Linked DNA regions of Ovis aries: region 2 is linked to region 1. Evidence: chromatin contacts called from public Hi-C data. All regions are on one chromosome and are shown on one strand. Each heading gives the region's core, a stretch centred on a gene start, on an enhancer-like site or on the middle of the called end of the contact. The rest is flanking DNA. Distances are from core to core; before and after follow the strand shown.

Region 1 (7,720 bases), core at 3,590-6,089:
TAAGCATTGCCCCCTTATCCATCTAACCCACAAAAAAAAAAACAGCCAGATAAACATTTAAAAATGTAATTATGAATTCTGTTCTTGTCACTCGTGTACTAAACCTAGCATGATCCTTCAAGTTTGTGTAAATATTTATTTTCCATTTACTAGATTAATTTAATTTGGACAGTTAGATATACAACAGCTTAAATAGAGGACTGATGTTCTTCCAAACTCAAAATTACCAAAGAAAGAATAGGACAATACTATGTAGCTACCAGAATATGCCTGATCAATAGTGGGTCATTCATTCCCATTTATATTATATGTATGTTATTTGTTTGATTTATATCTTATGTATGATGGAAAGATTGTAAATATACCTAAATCTAATCAATAAAAACAGAACCTTCAAAACAAAAAAAGATGCTTATGGTTGCATTTAAGGCCTATCTGGATAATCGCCCCATCTCAAAATGCTTAATTTAATCAAATCTGCAAAGTCCCTTTTTTGGCCTTTATACACTTATAGGTTCCAGGAATTAGGACATGGGTGCATTTTGGGGGCTGAAGCCTCCCATACCTGGTGAAGTGCCATGGTGGGATCTGAGACAGTATCTGTGTGCTGACGCTCTGAGAACGAGGCCACTGTAGGGCAGAGACATGTGCATAGGAGGTGGGGGGAGGGTGGGGGGGAACAAGCTGAAGAAAAGCATGCTCTGTTTCCAGACATGGCAGAACTATCCTTCTCCTCCCTCTCTTTTCCCTTCCCATTTCCTCTTCTTCTTGTTTGTCCTTTCTTAGCCCTCATGCACCGCAGCACCCCTTGCTCCCAGGCCTCAGAATGGAAGCTGCTGTGATACATTTATGCTGCGTTATGAGCTAGATCAGCCAGAGTTAACTAAACTCCGACCCTCATTACTGTTTACACACACATGTGTACACACACGGCGGCTTTGTCTCACAAGTGTGTAATTCAGACCCAGTCTCTTCCCTGCTGTTCTCCAATATACCCTTCTAGTTTGCCACTGGTCTTTTGAAAATGCCATGCTCATGCTCATCAAATTGATCTGGATACAAATTCTGTTTACAAATGGCCTTGGGGAAGTTGCTGTGCCTTAGCTTCCATGTCTATAAAGCAGAGATGATGGTATCTACCTCCTAAGCCTATTGAGATGACTCAGTGAGGGAATGTTTGTGAAGTGCCTGGCATGATGTTCAGACTGTAGGAGGGACACAGGGACTGAGATTCACATGCATTGATCTGGTCGAGCACCTGGTCTATTCCTGAAACAGTGTTGGATCCTCATGTTGCAATGGGAAACAGAACCCAGATGCTGCTTTTCAGGAGTTTCTCAAGTGAGACAGACAGAGGAAGGAAATCAGATATATGCAGGCAGCAGTGGGGTGATGGCAGGAGGAAATCAGAGAGGCCTTCCTGGAGGAGATGATGTGTGAACTGCATCCTGAAAGGTGAGTGCATTAGTTTCCTCTGACTGCCTTAGCAAATTGCCACAGACCTAGTAGCTTAAAACAATGGAAATTTACTTTCTCCCAGTTTTGGAGACTAGAAGTCCAAAATACAGGTGTTGACAGAGCCATGTGCCCTCTAAAGGCCCTAGGCGAGGTTTCCTTCCTTGTCTCCTCCAGCTTTTGGTGGCCTTGGCACGTCTTGGTCTGTGGCAGCAAGACTCCAACCTCTGCCTCCACGTGCCTTCATGAGGACGTCTCTGTGTGCCTCCTCCCCCTTTTATGAGGACGTTTGTCATTGGACTTAGGGCCCACCTGAGTAATCCAGAAGGGTCTTATCTTGAGATCCTTAATTACATGTGCAAAGACCCTTTTCCCACATAAGGTCACATCCACAGGTTCCACATAAGCTTTCAGGACATAAGCTTTCAGGAGATTATCATCCAGCCCACCACAATGAGTGAGAGGTAGCCAAGTGAAGACAGGTGGGAGGGATGCCCTCAATGAAGGGATTGGGACAAGGAAGGACATGAGGGCATGAAATGGCATCTGGTTTTGAGGAACCACAACATAGTCTAGATCATGAAGTGTGAGAAGTGTGGTGGAGGATGAGTGGCAAGGCAGTCATGGGTTGAGGGGACAAATCTGACACCCAGGAGTTACACATTGTTTTGTATCACAATGGTTCAGATAAAGATGCTGAAGTCCTGCACAGGGGTTAGAGATGAGCTGGACTTGTGTGAGAGAGAAAACCCACAGGCCTGGGGAAGGATTAAGCACAGTGGGAGAAAAACAGAGAAGAGAATTGCTGGGTTTCTGCTTTGAGAATGGACTATGTGGTGACCCCATTAATTGAGGTCAGTTAACATTAAGGAGGAATAGAAGGTAATTTGTGGGGGGTGCAGATATGTGTATAGGGCAGGGCATATGGGAGAAGATGATTAGTTTAATTTGGGACATATCAATTTTAAAGTTCATGTAGATATCCTATAAGTGGATGTCCAGAGACAGTTGAGATAGGAAAGTGACAGAGATAAAACTGGTACATTGGCCTGCAGGGACAGATAGACCATGGCCATGGATGAAATGACTTCAGAAGAGCTTAAAGGAGGGACTTTCCCGGTGGTCCAGTGGTAAAGGATCTGCCTTGCAGTGCAGGAGACACGGGTTGGATTGCCTGGTCTGGGAAGATTCCACCTGCCTCTGAGCAGCTAAGCCCGCGCGCCACAACTTTTGAGCCTGCGCACCTAGAGCTCATGCTTAGCAATAAAGACCCAGCGCAGCCAAAATAAATAATTTATTTTACAAAAAGGGCTTAGAAGAGAAGGGCCAATAGGGTGGCAAGTACAGAATCTTGGGAGAAGCTGATAGGTGAGGAGTGGGTGATGGACAAGAACTTGGAAGGGGTCATCAGAAGAGAAGGAGAGCTCAGAGGCTCCTGGGATTCCTCGAAGCGAAGGTGTGGATGATTCTAGACAGAGAGGATGCTCACCAGGGTCTGACGTAGGAGAGATGCAGAAAATGTCTGTAGGACTCGAAAGGCCCATTGGGATTGAATATGGAGGTCATCGGGCTTCCCGGTTGGCACTCACGGTGAAGAACGTTCCTGCCAATGCAGGAGATATAGGAGATGCAGGATGCTACCTCAATGACTGGTTCAGACTGCAGACTAGAAAAGGCAGTCCTCCCAGGACACCACCAGCTGGAGTTAAATGAGGTGTATCTTTTACCAGAGGTCTGCAGACGGCTCAGGTCTGGGGCCTTGTGGGGGCCAGTGGCAGTGCTGTCCTGCTCTTGGTTCTCCCAGGCTAGTGACAATGCAGGTCAACATGTAGGCGGCATCCCTTACCTCTCAGGCACTGAACTCCCAGCTATCAGTGTTTTGCAGATTTTTGTTCCCTGAATTCTCTCAACAATAAGATGGGTATTATGTTCATTTTATATATAAGAAAATCAAGGCTTGGGGAATTCAAGGACGCTTGACTGAAGGTCCCATCATCACGAGGTGGCAGAGCTGGACACAAACAGGCAGATCCCGCTTCACCAGGGCCCTCTCCTGCCGGATGCCTGGCCTTGCTCTAGCCTTGATCCTGTTGAGATCAGAAGTCATGGGAGAGACTTATAAGGCCCAAGGAGCTCTAGCCACCTTCCAGGGGCCAGATGTAGCTGCTGCTTCACAAAGCAGGGGAGCAGTTTCCAGTATTCCAGGTATTCCCCTCTCAGGGTCCCCAGAGGTACACGCTCCCCATAAGTCATCAGGTTTCTGAACTCAGCTCTCGCTTTTGCTCCCCACATTTCCGACACTCCAATGGTAAAGCAGTGGCTTCCAGACTCTTACACAGCAGGAGTCTTTGGACAACGTGCAATGGGATAAAGTCCCATTCCAGACTTATTTTAAAAAATCCTTGTGGATGTGGTCCTCAGATCCGTATCTTTAAAAACAACAACCAACCTCCCCAACAAACTCAGTTAGTTTGATGCACTGTTCACTGGTCCATGGTCTGGCAGTTATTAGATGCATTGCTGAACAATGGCTTGTCAATAATGCAAAGTTATGTTGTGGCTATCTGTGGATATTGGATTTTAGCAGATGACTAGGTTAGTGAGCATAGTTTTAAAAAGTCGTTCATGTCATTAGTTCTGATCTATTTATTCATAAGACAATCTGTGGCCTATTTTCTCTGTATTAGGATGTCTTAACTCCCTCATCATCCTATCGGCTTAAGTACAGTCTGTGGATTCACTTTAAAATGTGCCTGGTTCTCAAGGCTCATGTTGAGAAAAATGAAAGATATTAGCATTATAGATCTGGAAGCAGAGTAACCTGTGCAGAAACTCTCCAGGATTTGGGCAGGTTTAGTGGATGGTGCTAGTGGTAAAGAACCCATCTGCCAGTGCTGGAGACATAAGAGACGTAGGTTCATTCCCTGCATCAGGAAGATCCCCTGGAGGAGGGCATGGCAACCCACTCCAGTATTCTTGCCTGGAGAATCCCATGGACAGAGGAGCCTGGCAGGCTACCCTCCTTGGGGTCTCAAAGAGTGGAACACTGAAGCGACTGTAGCACTCATGCAGCAGCGGCGGATCAAGGGTAGGTTGGTGCCCTCTAGTGGTTGGAACTTTTCAACAACTTCTAAGACGAGGGCTGATCCACTTGAGAGGCTTCTTTAAAAAGAAACTAAATTCACCCTTCCACTTGCTGTTTGAAGATCAGCTGTGTCTTGCCAGCGAACCTCACCTCTCTAGCTGCAGTATTTTAATAAGCCAATTGGAAGACTGGACAAAAATTATCAGGGAACAGGAATCAGCACGTCCAGAGGGCTGCCCAGGAGACGAGTCCTATGTGAAGTCCAGGCAAGGGGGCACACAGGTGTGTCTCCTCTGAGAGATCTCTGTGAGCTCTCTGACCCTGGAACCTTGGCTTATTCATCTCTGTGTCCCTAACATTTGGCACAGTGCCTGGCATGGGGAAAGTACCCAGTAAATATTTGTTGGAAGGAGGGAGGGCAAAGGAAGGAAGGCAGGACATGGACTAGCCTATGGTGGCTCAGAGAGTAAAGCATCTGCCTGCAATGTGGGAGACCTGGGTTTGATCCCTGGGTCAGAAAGATCCCCTGGAGAAGGGAATGGCAATCCACTCCGGTACTCTTGCCTGGAAAATCCCATGGACAGAGGAGCCTGGTAGGCTATAGTCCATGGGGTTGCAAAGGGTCAGACATGACTGAGAGACTTCACTATGTTTGCTCAGAGATGGCAGGTCCAGGTTAGGAATTGGAAAGTGGGGCTTGGTAATGTAGCCTTTCTCTCAGGAACCTGACCAAGACTGTGGAGGTCTCACGCTGCCCTCTAAGGACGAATGAACGCATGGATTCTGACACCCAAGGCTTAGAACCCTCCTGAATTCTTTGACTCCCAAGATAAGCGGGTGTTCCTTCCATTTATGAGAGTGGGGCAGGGATCAGTGTAACAGCGTTTCTGTGAGGTGTAGGTTGTAGAAGGTGAGTTCTCCTGCACAGGGCCTTTTATTCCTTCCCTGCCCATACCCACGTGAAGGTTTTGGCATAGTTAATGGAAAGAACTCTGGTCACCAGGAGAGCTGGTCCTGGTTCACTGAGGTTTGACCTTAACAAGTTCTTTCACTGTGGCTTCCTTTCCTGCCAACTGGGAGGCTCTCCAGGGATCAGTGTGGTCACAACCAGGGCCTTTTCTGTGACAGTGAACCTCTTGTATATTTCTGTAGCTGATGGGACCCCCAACATGCCTGGGGAAAAAAACACTGGGGGAATGATACACACAAAAGAAAGTTTAAAAAGGGTAGGGCTATGGGACTAGCATTCAAAGAAAAGCAAAGGAGAGAGACAAAGAAAAAGAAAGAAGAAAACAAACCTAAGATTAGCAGATTTCATTCCAAAAATACTTGCCAAGCACCTGTTTTCAACTGTGTGATGATTAATTTTATGTGTCAACATGACTAGGCCACAGCACCCAGATACCAGGTCGTAAACCAGGCCAGATGTTGCTGTGAAGTTATTTTTTATAAGGTTAACATTAACTTAATAGACTTTGAGTAAAGCAGATTATCCTCTATGATGTGAGTGGGCCTCATCGAATCAGTTGACAGCTTTGAGAGAAAAAAGACTGAGGTCCCTGAGGAAGAGGAAAGCCAGCCCCAGACTGCCTTTAGGGGAGAGCTGCAACATTACCTCTTCCCTGGACCCACCCTGCAGATTGTGGGCTTGTCAGCCACCATGATTGCATTAACTAATTCTATATAATTTTTAAAAAATTCTGTCTTCCTCTGACTTTCTCACTTTCTTATATACATTATTCACACACACACACACACACACACACACAAATGCACACCCCCCCTATTGATTCTGTCTCTCTGGAGTACCCTGGGTAGTATCCCTGGCATTGTATTTGTTGCTGGATAGAGTGGTCAACAGACCTGAGAGACTTGGCCACCTGTGTCTCTTACACTAAGAAGTGAGAGGTTTGATGGTGGAGACACAGGGGTGGGGTGTTGGAGAGCAGGGTATGGTCAGAAAGGACCATGAGGAAGAAGCTGGCTTTTTGCTGCACCTTGGAGGATGACTCACGCTGGCTGGAGGCCCAAGTGCAGAAGTGATTCAGGAGTTGTGTGAGGAGGGCATGGTGGTGTGAGAGGGCTGACGGGGAAGGTGTGCAGGACCCAAGAAATCCCTTCTCCTATACTCCCCTTTGGCCAACAGCTACTTTTCTCTGTTTGGTTGTCACTTCCTCAGGGCAGCCCTTCCAGCTTTCCTGTTTGGTTGAAACCCCCTACTAAGTGGTCCCATAGGATCATGTGCTTGTGACACACCATCGGGTAGTTATGTAACACCTATCTGAGAGATTATTCAATAAAATCTGTAATTTGAGTGTTTGACAGATTGGAGGAGCTTGCAACAGGTGTCAGGCTATTGCTGAAACCCATGAAAGAAGTCACGGGGGGCAGGGGTGGTGGCTGCGGGGATGTTGGGAATGGATGGACTAAAGAGATGTCAAGGAACAGGGTCTGCCCCTTCAGGGTTTTTATAGCCCATCTTTTTCTTATTTATCACGATTTCCCAAGAATTTAGTGGGGTTTCTGGCACACAGTATGTACTTAATCATGTTGGTTAAAGAATGAAAGAATGCCTAAGGGTCCTTTGCCTGGCATACAGTGGATGCTTCATGAGTATTTGTCTACAGGGGTGGACAAGTGTGTTGCATCTCTGGTGTTGTATCTCAACCAAGAGTCATAGCTGCTGGAACATTGCTTTGAGTGTTAAGCCAGCATGCTGCCTTCCATATCTTGCAGTCAGTTCTAAGGCTGCTGCAGGAGCCAGCATATTGCATGGACACAAGTGATGTCATTTTGTTCATTAGAGGTTTGGGAAGTTCCTTGTTTTCCTTCCTATTAAACAGAAAGCCACACTTTCTTTGGGAATGTGGCTGAGACTATGCGTTTCCTTAGATGTGGTCCCGCAGTTGACTCCTGCAGCTCATCGGTCTGCAGTATGGGCCAGGAATGGTGTTAGGTGCTGTACACACCTTATTTTATTTCATACTTGAAATCCTTCCGAGTGTTATGATCTTCACTTTCTAGAGGAGGAAACTTGGCTGATGATTTTGTCACAGTCACCCAGTAGAGTGGTGGAGAGGGGAAGGGCACCCTACAGGCCTGGCATCCTCCTCTCTCTGCCATTGGCTGTCTGCCCAGCAGAGTCCCTTGGAGTGCCTTGATCTTGCTGCCCAGGTGATT
Region 2 (7,720 bases), core at 1,623-4,122, 96 kb before region 1:
AAAATATTAAGATGCTTCCAAAATTTCCTTTTTTAAGAGAGTCTCTCTTTCCCAGCATTGAAAACACTGTGTTCCATTGAGGAGGGGGTATATGTGTGTTAACTAGATTACATACACAGACACACAAATGTATACACACACATGCATACATAGTAAATGAGGAAAAAGTACCAATTTAAAAAAAAGTCACATTTATGATATTGCTGAAGTTTAGAGCTAACTCCTTGGGAGTTTGGGAAACTGCAGAGTTAGCAGGAACAATTTATCTTCAGGTTGGATAATTTGCTAGCAGGACTCAAAAAACAAACTGAAAAGTGGTTATACTCATGGTTATAACTCATTTGGGGGAAAATATACAGGTTAAAATAAGCCAAGGAAAGAAGAGCATAGGGCAGAATGCAGGAAATCACTAAATATGGAGCTCCCAAGGTCCTCTATTTCCCTGGTGCCTGCGCATAACGCATGAAATATTGTCTCCAGGGAAGCCCACCCGAGCCTCATCAGTTCAGAGTGCTCACTGAAGTTCCATTACATAGGCTTGACTGGTTGCCTGTGTGGCAACTGTGTGTGTATGTGTAGGATAGTAGATGTATAAAGGCCAATCAGGAAACTTAACAGTAATAATTCTGGAACATTCTTCTGCAGGCTATATTCCAGGCACTGAGCTAAAATAAATACTCTTTGTGGTGACTCTGTGAAGTAGATATTTTTGTCCTCCTTATTCAGATACTCAGATAAGGAAAATGATGTTGAGAAAAATTAAATGTCTTGACTGAGATCACACAACTGGTAAGTAGCTGAGCTGGGATTCTAAGCGAGGTTTGTCTAACTCCCAATCTCACGCTCTTCATGAAGGCTTTGTCCATGTTCTGGAGTCATTTGATTTTTAGATACACTGAATACAGATTTTGGCAGGTCTATGTAAAGGCTTGATGTATAATGTAGTCAATTGTTTTGTTGGTACCACTCATTTCAGATCTCCTCCTTAAAGCCATTGTAGTTATTTGGAATATTATCCTAGTGATTAGCATTGTTGCTGCTGCTGCTAAATTGCTTCAGTCGTGTCTGACTCTGTGCGACCCCATAGACGGCTCCCCCCGTCCCTGGGATTCTCAAGGCAAGAATACTGGAGTGGGTTGTTGCCATTTCCTTCTCCAATGCATGAAAGTAAAAAGTGAAAGTGAAGTCAGTCGCTCAGTCGTGTCAGACTCTTAGCAATCCCATGGACTGCAGCCCACCAGGCTCCTCCATCCATGCACTATTTACGCTCAGCTCCCTTCTGGAAATGCTCTATTGTCTTCCAGTTCAGCAGATGGGAGGTTTCCATAGTTTACTGGAGCTGTAAGCTTGGGACACTGGCAGGCTCATGATACTGGTCACAGATCCTAAGGTCCTTTCTTCCTCTTGATGGTCTGAGTCTCTGTAGTTTGTATAGCAAACACGAAATGCTCGGTGGGAATGTTAAATTATAATCACTTTAATCAGCAATACAATATTCACTACTGTATAGTTCTGCATGTTGAGTCACTGGGCTCTCTTTTATTACAGTGAAGTGTTACATTTGAAAACTCAGATGATCTTGATTATTCAGACCGAGATGAATTATGAGATTGTGTATAATTTATTAGAAGTTATATGCTTATAAATAAAGGACATATTTGCCTTTCCCCCCTTCCTTAAGAATCAAAGGCCAAAATAATAATTTATTGTTGGCATATGTTGACATGGTATTAAAATGTATTCGGGAAGAACAAATAGAGAGGAAGTGATGGTAATATATGCTTAGAAATGGGCTATTTTTAACAAAGGGGAAACAAGAACATACATAGCCAAGGCTGTTTTTCTATAACTGAAAAAAAATTTTTTCATGACAGTTAAAATAGAATTTCTCATCCTTCTCTTTCACAATAAACTATGACAGGAGATTCGAGCTGCAATTTTCTGAAATTTTGTCCCATTTAAACTCCTAAAATGTTTATTTTAAACCTGGAAAGCATTAAGACAACCTTCTCCTAAGGTGTCTTCAGTGTCATTTAGATTTAGACCATCCCACAATCTGTCACCTGATAATTAGAAGGCAATTGGCTTTGGCATCAAAGTTCCACCAGTGTTACAGTTGGAAGGTTCAGATACAGAGAGATTAAGACATTGGCTCAGAGTCACTCAAGCACCGAGTTGGCTTAGGGTTTTGTTTTTTTCTGACCAACTTATCTATGGCTTAAAAGAATTAGTCTAATTTTCTAAGCACTTAGCTTACTATCAGACAGGAGTTTAGTCTCCCTATATTTTATGCTTGCTTGAATGTTGCCACTTAAAATTAAGGCCTTAATAATCATATAAAAATTCCAGAGAATGTTTCAAATATAAAAGTAATAGGAGGAACGAAAAAATTTTAGCTTAAAAAAATTACAACAGCCATGACTTTCTCCCTGTCTGAACCCACCCCATACTTCCTCAAAAGCAAAAAACACAAAAACCTCTGCTGACAGATCACACTGGAAATATAAACACACTGTGTTTCATAAATAAGAACTAATTCATGGGGAGGAATAGGTATGAATTATAGGAAAACCAAACATGAGTTGCAGATATAAACAAAGGAAGTCAATTAAAATATAGGTACAAAAACAGAAGAGCCTTAAAATAATAAACTGTTTCTTTGGAATCTTGTTTTCAAAGTGCTTTACAGATTTCCATTTTTATAGTATTCTCTGAGTTGAGTGGATAGTTAATATTCTTAACTGGTATTTGATAACAAAGATCACAAAAAGATAAAATATATGAACTTTATGCACAGTCTCCGAGCCTGCAGCTGAAGCAGCAAGAGGACCTATGTCCTAAGACTGAAACTTGTACTTTGTCCTTGTTCTGCTCTCTGCCTGTGGCAGTCTGCCTAGGGGATGGAGAGAGCCATCCCACCCTACAGGGGTTAGCTGGGCCAACGGAGCAGGGGCCATGACAAAGAATAGCACAGGCCTCACTCCACGTCAGGAATAGAAAGGGAACAACTAATGGGTAAGAAGAGTCAAGTGATATTGATCCGTGGCTCGCCAGGGTTGAATTCAGTACATGTTCTGCTGTCTCCTGGGTGCCAAGATTTGACAGAAAGGGCAAAGGACAACTTGAACAATGTGGGGTGGGCGGGTGAAACCTCCATTCATTGTTGTTCACGTGGGAATGGAGTGCTCAGAATGAGGGAAATCTTGACAAGGCTCCCTGCCGGTAACAGCCCCTGGTTTCTTATCAGAAACCCAATATTCAGCACTTTTTTCTCTTCACCACTGGGGCTGAAAGAGTGTGAGGAGAGCACACTGATACCAGAGAGGAGAGATTTTTTTTTGTAAAAGAAGATCTTTATTCCTAATGGGAAAAAAAAAAAGAATAAAAAGACAAAATTCAAAAGGAAAGGACAAGACGTAAAGTCAGAAAAACATTTTGGAAAATAGGCTAAGTGAAAAAGGAATAAAGTAGTCCTGGGTCAGTAGAAAACACCAGATTTGGGGTAATGGTGATTCGCAATGGAAAGGAAAAAGGACACAGTTCAAGAGACTGAATTGTAAAGAGAAATCAGACACAGCCAATATATCCAAGACCAAGAGGTTGGCTTTATAAATTATGGTACATCCACACAAGGAAAACTATACAGGCTTTCAAAATGAATCAAGTATATAAATGTTAACACAGGTATCTGAGACTGATTTAGTGGAAAAATAAAATGACAATAATTTTTGAAGTATAATTTTATTTTAAAATAATAACATATGTTAGTATACGTACGATAAAAAATCTGGAGGATGAAGCATCAAGCAGTCAAGGGTAGTTATTTCTGAGTGAGGGAGGGGACCTTTCTTGTGGAAGGGTGTTATGTTTTATATTACATATTTTGGGGCTTTTCAAAAAAATTTTTAATAAAATTCATATAATTTTCATTGCGCATTAAGAAAAAATCAATAATAAATATAGAAATAAGTTGCATCACAAAGAAGAAATAAGATATGTAAAGTTGAAGAGATATATTGCAGTAAAACTTAATACTGAATTAATTTATACTCTATATTTATATCTATATTTTTATCCATGAAGTGGTTACTCCAAAGCAAAGGTTTTAATTCCATTTAAAAATGTTTGTTGGTTTAAAATGACAAGCGATAGACTTTTAATAGATGATGGTTATGATTATAAAGATGTTCTTTATTATTACTATATTTACAGACACAATCCATAATATGATTTACCTATTGATGTACTTAATACTTTTTCAATGATCATTTTCTTCTGATTAACTTGAATTATTCCCTTCAACTCTTCTGCTATATTTTGTAATTTTCAAAAAGCAACTCTAATTGCTTTTAACTTAAAGAGAATCCTTCCCACAAATTACAAAGAGGAAAGGGAAAGCAAGAAACATTTTATAAGTATACCAAACTACACTTAACAGAATATTTTAAATCAGATTTTAAGAAAACATTAGAAGAGAAAGAAAACGCTAACTGGATTGCAATGGTCACCCTGCTCAGATGGATCTAATTGTCCTAAATTTTGAACTAACTAGATTGGGTTACATATGAAAAAGAGAGTAATGATAATCTCACCTGAGAGTTAGGAGGGAACAAGCACTAGAAAGAAAAAGTTAAATTCTTTAGCTTTTGTCGTGTTCAAAATGACCCAGAAGTTGTATTCCAATTTGTTTGCATACTGCAGTCAGGTCCAACAGAGTTCTATTTAATAGGATTTCATCTATAATCCACTCAAATAGGGTCCGGGCTGTGTTTCAAATTGATACAAGCATAAAATGAATTTGACTAAAATGAAAAAACTTACACTGGGACTTAAAGTATGATTTTGGAAACTTTTGAGGGCCCGTACTATCCATTTCGGGTGGAAAAGTAAAACTTCAGAGACATTTCTCCCCACAGTATTGAAAAAAATTAGAGTCCAAGGCAGAGAAGGCTTTAAACAGCCAGAATGAGGATGTCAGTACAGGTGGGGATCATTAACACCTGGAACAACGGGAAGAAGCCACAGCGAAGCCCCTTTTCGCCCATCTCGACCAAGCTGAGGTATGAGGGTAGGGAAACCCAAAGGAAGAAACACATCTTTGGAGAAGAGAGGCTAGTTGGAAACGATCCAAGCTGTCTTGCCTGATGAAAGCAGCTCTAAAATGGACACTACTAGCGTAACTTCACTTCTGAGATAAATAAACATTGTTGCTCCTTGGCCATCTCTATTCCAGAATGGTCCCATGGCCCACCATTCCGTCCTTCCTCTCAAGGTCACCATGGCAACTTCCCAACACGCCCCCCACCTTTCCCAGAATGCACTGCACCTTCCCTTCCCGGCATGCCTCGCACCTTCCCGGCATGCCTCGCACCTTCCCAGCATTCCTATTTTCCCAGAATTCCCTGTGGCAAGGGCTCTTCCAGAGCCCTGAGGGCATCTCTGCACATTTATTCCTTTGACAAGTCAGGCACTGACTAGAGTTATCCTGTTGTTACTTCAGGCAAAGGGCTTGTGTGTGGTAACAAGACTTCTTCAAGGTAAGATTTCCACCGAGGCCCTTAATACTTTGAAAATCTCCCCTACCACGTCCCACAGGGCCTTCCTGAGGCCTTCCCAATCTCAAAAAGCTAAGACCCCAAGGTTTACTCACTTGGGAACAAGCCGTATTTTCCAGATTTAACCAACTGCAGGTTAGATAATCTAGGGAGAACACCTGCTTACGATCAAGCATCTCATCATTCTTTTGCACAAATCTTCAGCTGTATCCTGTCTGGGCTAATTGCTTTGTTTCCCAGTAACTCAAATTAAGTCATATTCTGCAGAAACCAGGTTTTACTATGTCTGGAGGAACGGGGAATGCAAAGGGAGTGTGAGGAAACTAGCCACCCACTGTCACTCATTTTGTTGAAGTGAATGCAGACTTCACCCAATGGTATTGTTAATATTATGAATGTCTGACATCAAAAAACTGCTTTAGAATTTATAAACTAATTTTATTATATATTTATTAACTAGATTGGCCCTACAAAAATCCTGTAGGTTGGTAGGTTAAATCTTGCTTATTTCACAGATGAAAAAGCAATCTGTCAGAGACAAAGAGACTTGCTAAAACCTCACATCTAGTGAGTGTCAGAACTGGTAACTGAAACCCAGGACTTTCCACTTTATTACCCATGCTGAGATTCCTTTTCGGAAAAAAAAAACCCATTATTCAGAGTGCTTCACTGGTGTTCCTTTTGATTAGTAAAAGTAAAGAACTGCCTTACAATATCAAATGTCTTTCTTTTTAAGGGTTGTTGTTCAGTTGCTAAGTCCTATCTGACTCTTTGTGACTTCGTGGGCTCTGGCACACCAGGCTTCTCTGTCCTTCACTGTCTCCTAGAGTTTGCTCGTATTTTTTTCCATTGAGTTGGTGATGCCATCCAACCATCTCATCATCCAGCCATCTCACCCTCTGTTGCCTCCCCACTTCTCATCCTCCCCTCAGTCTTTCCCAGCATCAGGGTCTTTTCGAATGAGTCAGCTCTTTGTGTCAGGTGGGCAAAGTATTGAAGCTTCATCGTCAGTCCTTTGAGGGTAGCTTGATTTAAAAAACAAAAACAACAATCCCATCAGATACATATAGATCTCTTTATCTATCTAGGTGATGTGGCACACAAAGCACCTGGGAGGTCCTCTGAAGACTTGGAGTGACCCTGACCAGTTGTGGCTGACAATACGAGAATTACAAAGTCTCGTATTTTAGGCTTAGTTCTGCCAGGTCCCAAGAACCCTTCAAGCTCAATCTCATGGATCTCCTCGGGTAGTTCAGCTTGACTTTGAAGCACAAGATGGAGAAAAGACAATATATATTATTCAGGACAGGTAGCAGGTATGTCATGTTCCAGGAGATCTGGGTTATTAGGTTTTCCAGTGTTTAAAAAAACACTTAAAAAATATTAATGCTTTTGTTTTAGCATCTAATAATGTTAGAAAAGTATATTTCTGGAACATTAGCTTTTACTATTTCTCCATTTTGAGATAAAGGCTGGAGATACTTTTTCCGGAGCCCAAGAACTTACCTTATAATAGTACACAGATGTTTTCTTAGAGAACATGGTATTAAAGATTTTAACAGTAATGAGGGGAACTGGGATGATGAAGAACACTTTTTCCTGCATTGTATATCCTTGCTTATGTTTTAAAGAAAAAATGTTCTAGTTTGATAAAAAGCTTGATGTAAGAAATTAAAATCATAAAAACTATCATATCACCAAATACTTCTTCAAAGAAAAGAGTATTGTTCTTAGGTACTTTTTGAATATTAAGTGTGATGTAATCAACTGAAATAATTTAAGTATCCAGTTAAACATAGCTTAATTAGGAAAATATATGGTCACATCCCCAGGTATTTGGTTGAAGAATAAATGCTAGAATACAATGAAACAAACCTAAATTTATGATGAAAGTGTTAGTTTCTCAGTCAGGTCTGACTCTTTGTGACCCCATGGACTGTAGCCAGCCAGGCTCTTCTGTCCATGGGAATTCTCCAGGCAAGAATACTAGAGTAGGTAACTATTCCAGAACAATAGCAGACATAATATTATCTCTACTCCAAATATATTTAGCTAATATGGAATCTATTTTTATTTTTTTTAGTTTCTGAAGAATGTCTTTTAGTGAACATTTCAAAGTCCTTACTGAAGAGCTCAAAAATAATTGGTATATAAACACTTCAATT

What was found. A called contact is a pair of places that touch in the nucleus more often than the background predicts.
Region 2: a contact with region 1 is called in a Hi-C map of liver, with 2.6 times the contacts expected there. The contact joins two enhancer-like sites. A contact is called at or near these places in 6 of 16 Hi-C or Micro-C datasets (hypothalamus, liver, omental adipose tissue and 2 more).

Annotation. Positions count from the first base shown.
Region 1 is chr26:14,552,015-14,559,734 of ARS-UI_Ramb_v3.0, reverse strand. No RefSeq gene overlaps it. Among named protein-coding and RNA genes, the nearest start is that of HELT, 12 kb to the left of the region's middle. Within about 2 kb of position 4,839, at least 5 of the 54 cell types and tissues checked have an H3K27ac peak or open chromatin away from gene starts, as enhancers often do. A contact at or near this core is called in liver, where this site is marked.
Region 2 is chr26:14,646,328-14,654,047 of ARS-UI_Ramb_v3.0, reverse strand. No RefSeq gene overlaps it. Among named protein-coding and RNA genes, the nearest start is that of SLC25A4, 26 kb to the left of the region's middle. Within about 2 kb of position 2,872, at least 7 of the 54 cell types and tissues checked have an H3K27ac peak or open chromatin away from gene starts, as enhancers often do. A contact at or near this core is called in liver, where this site is marked.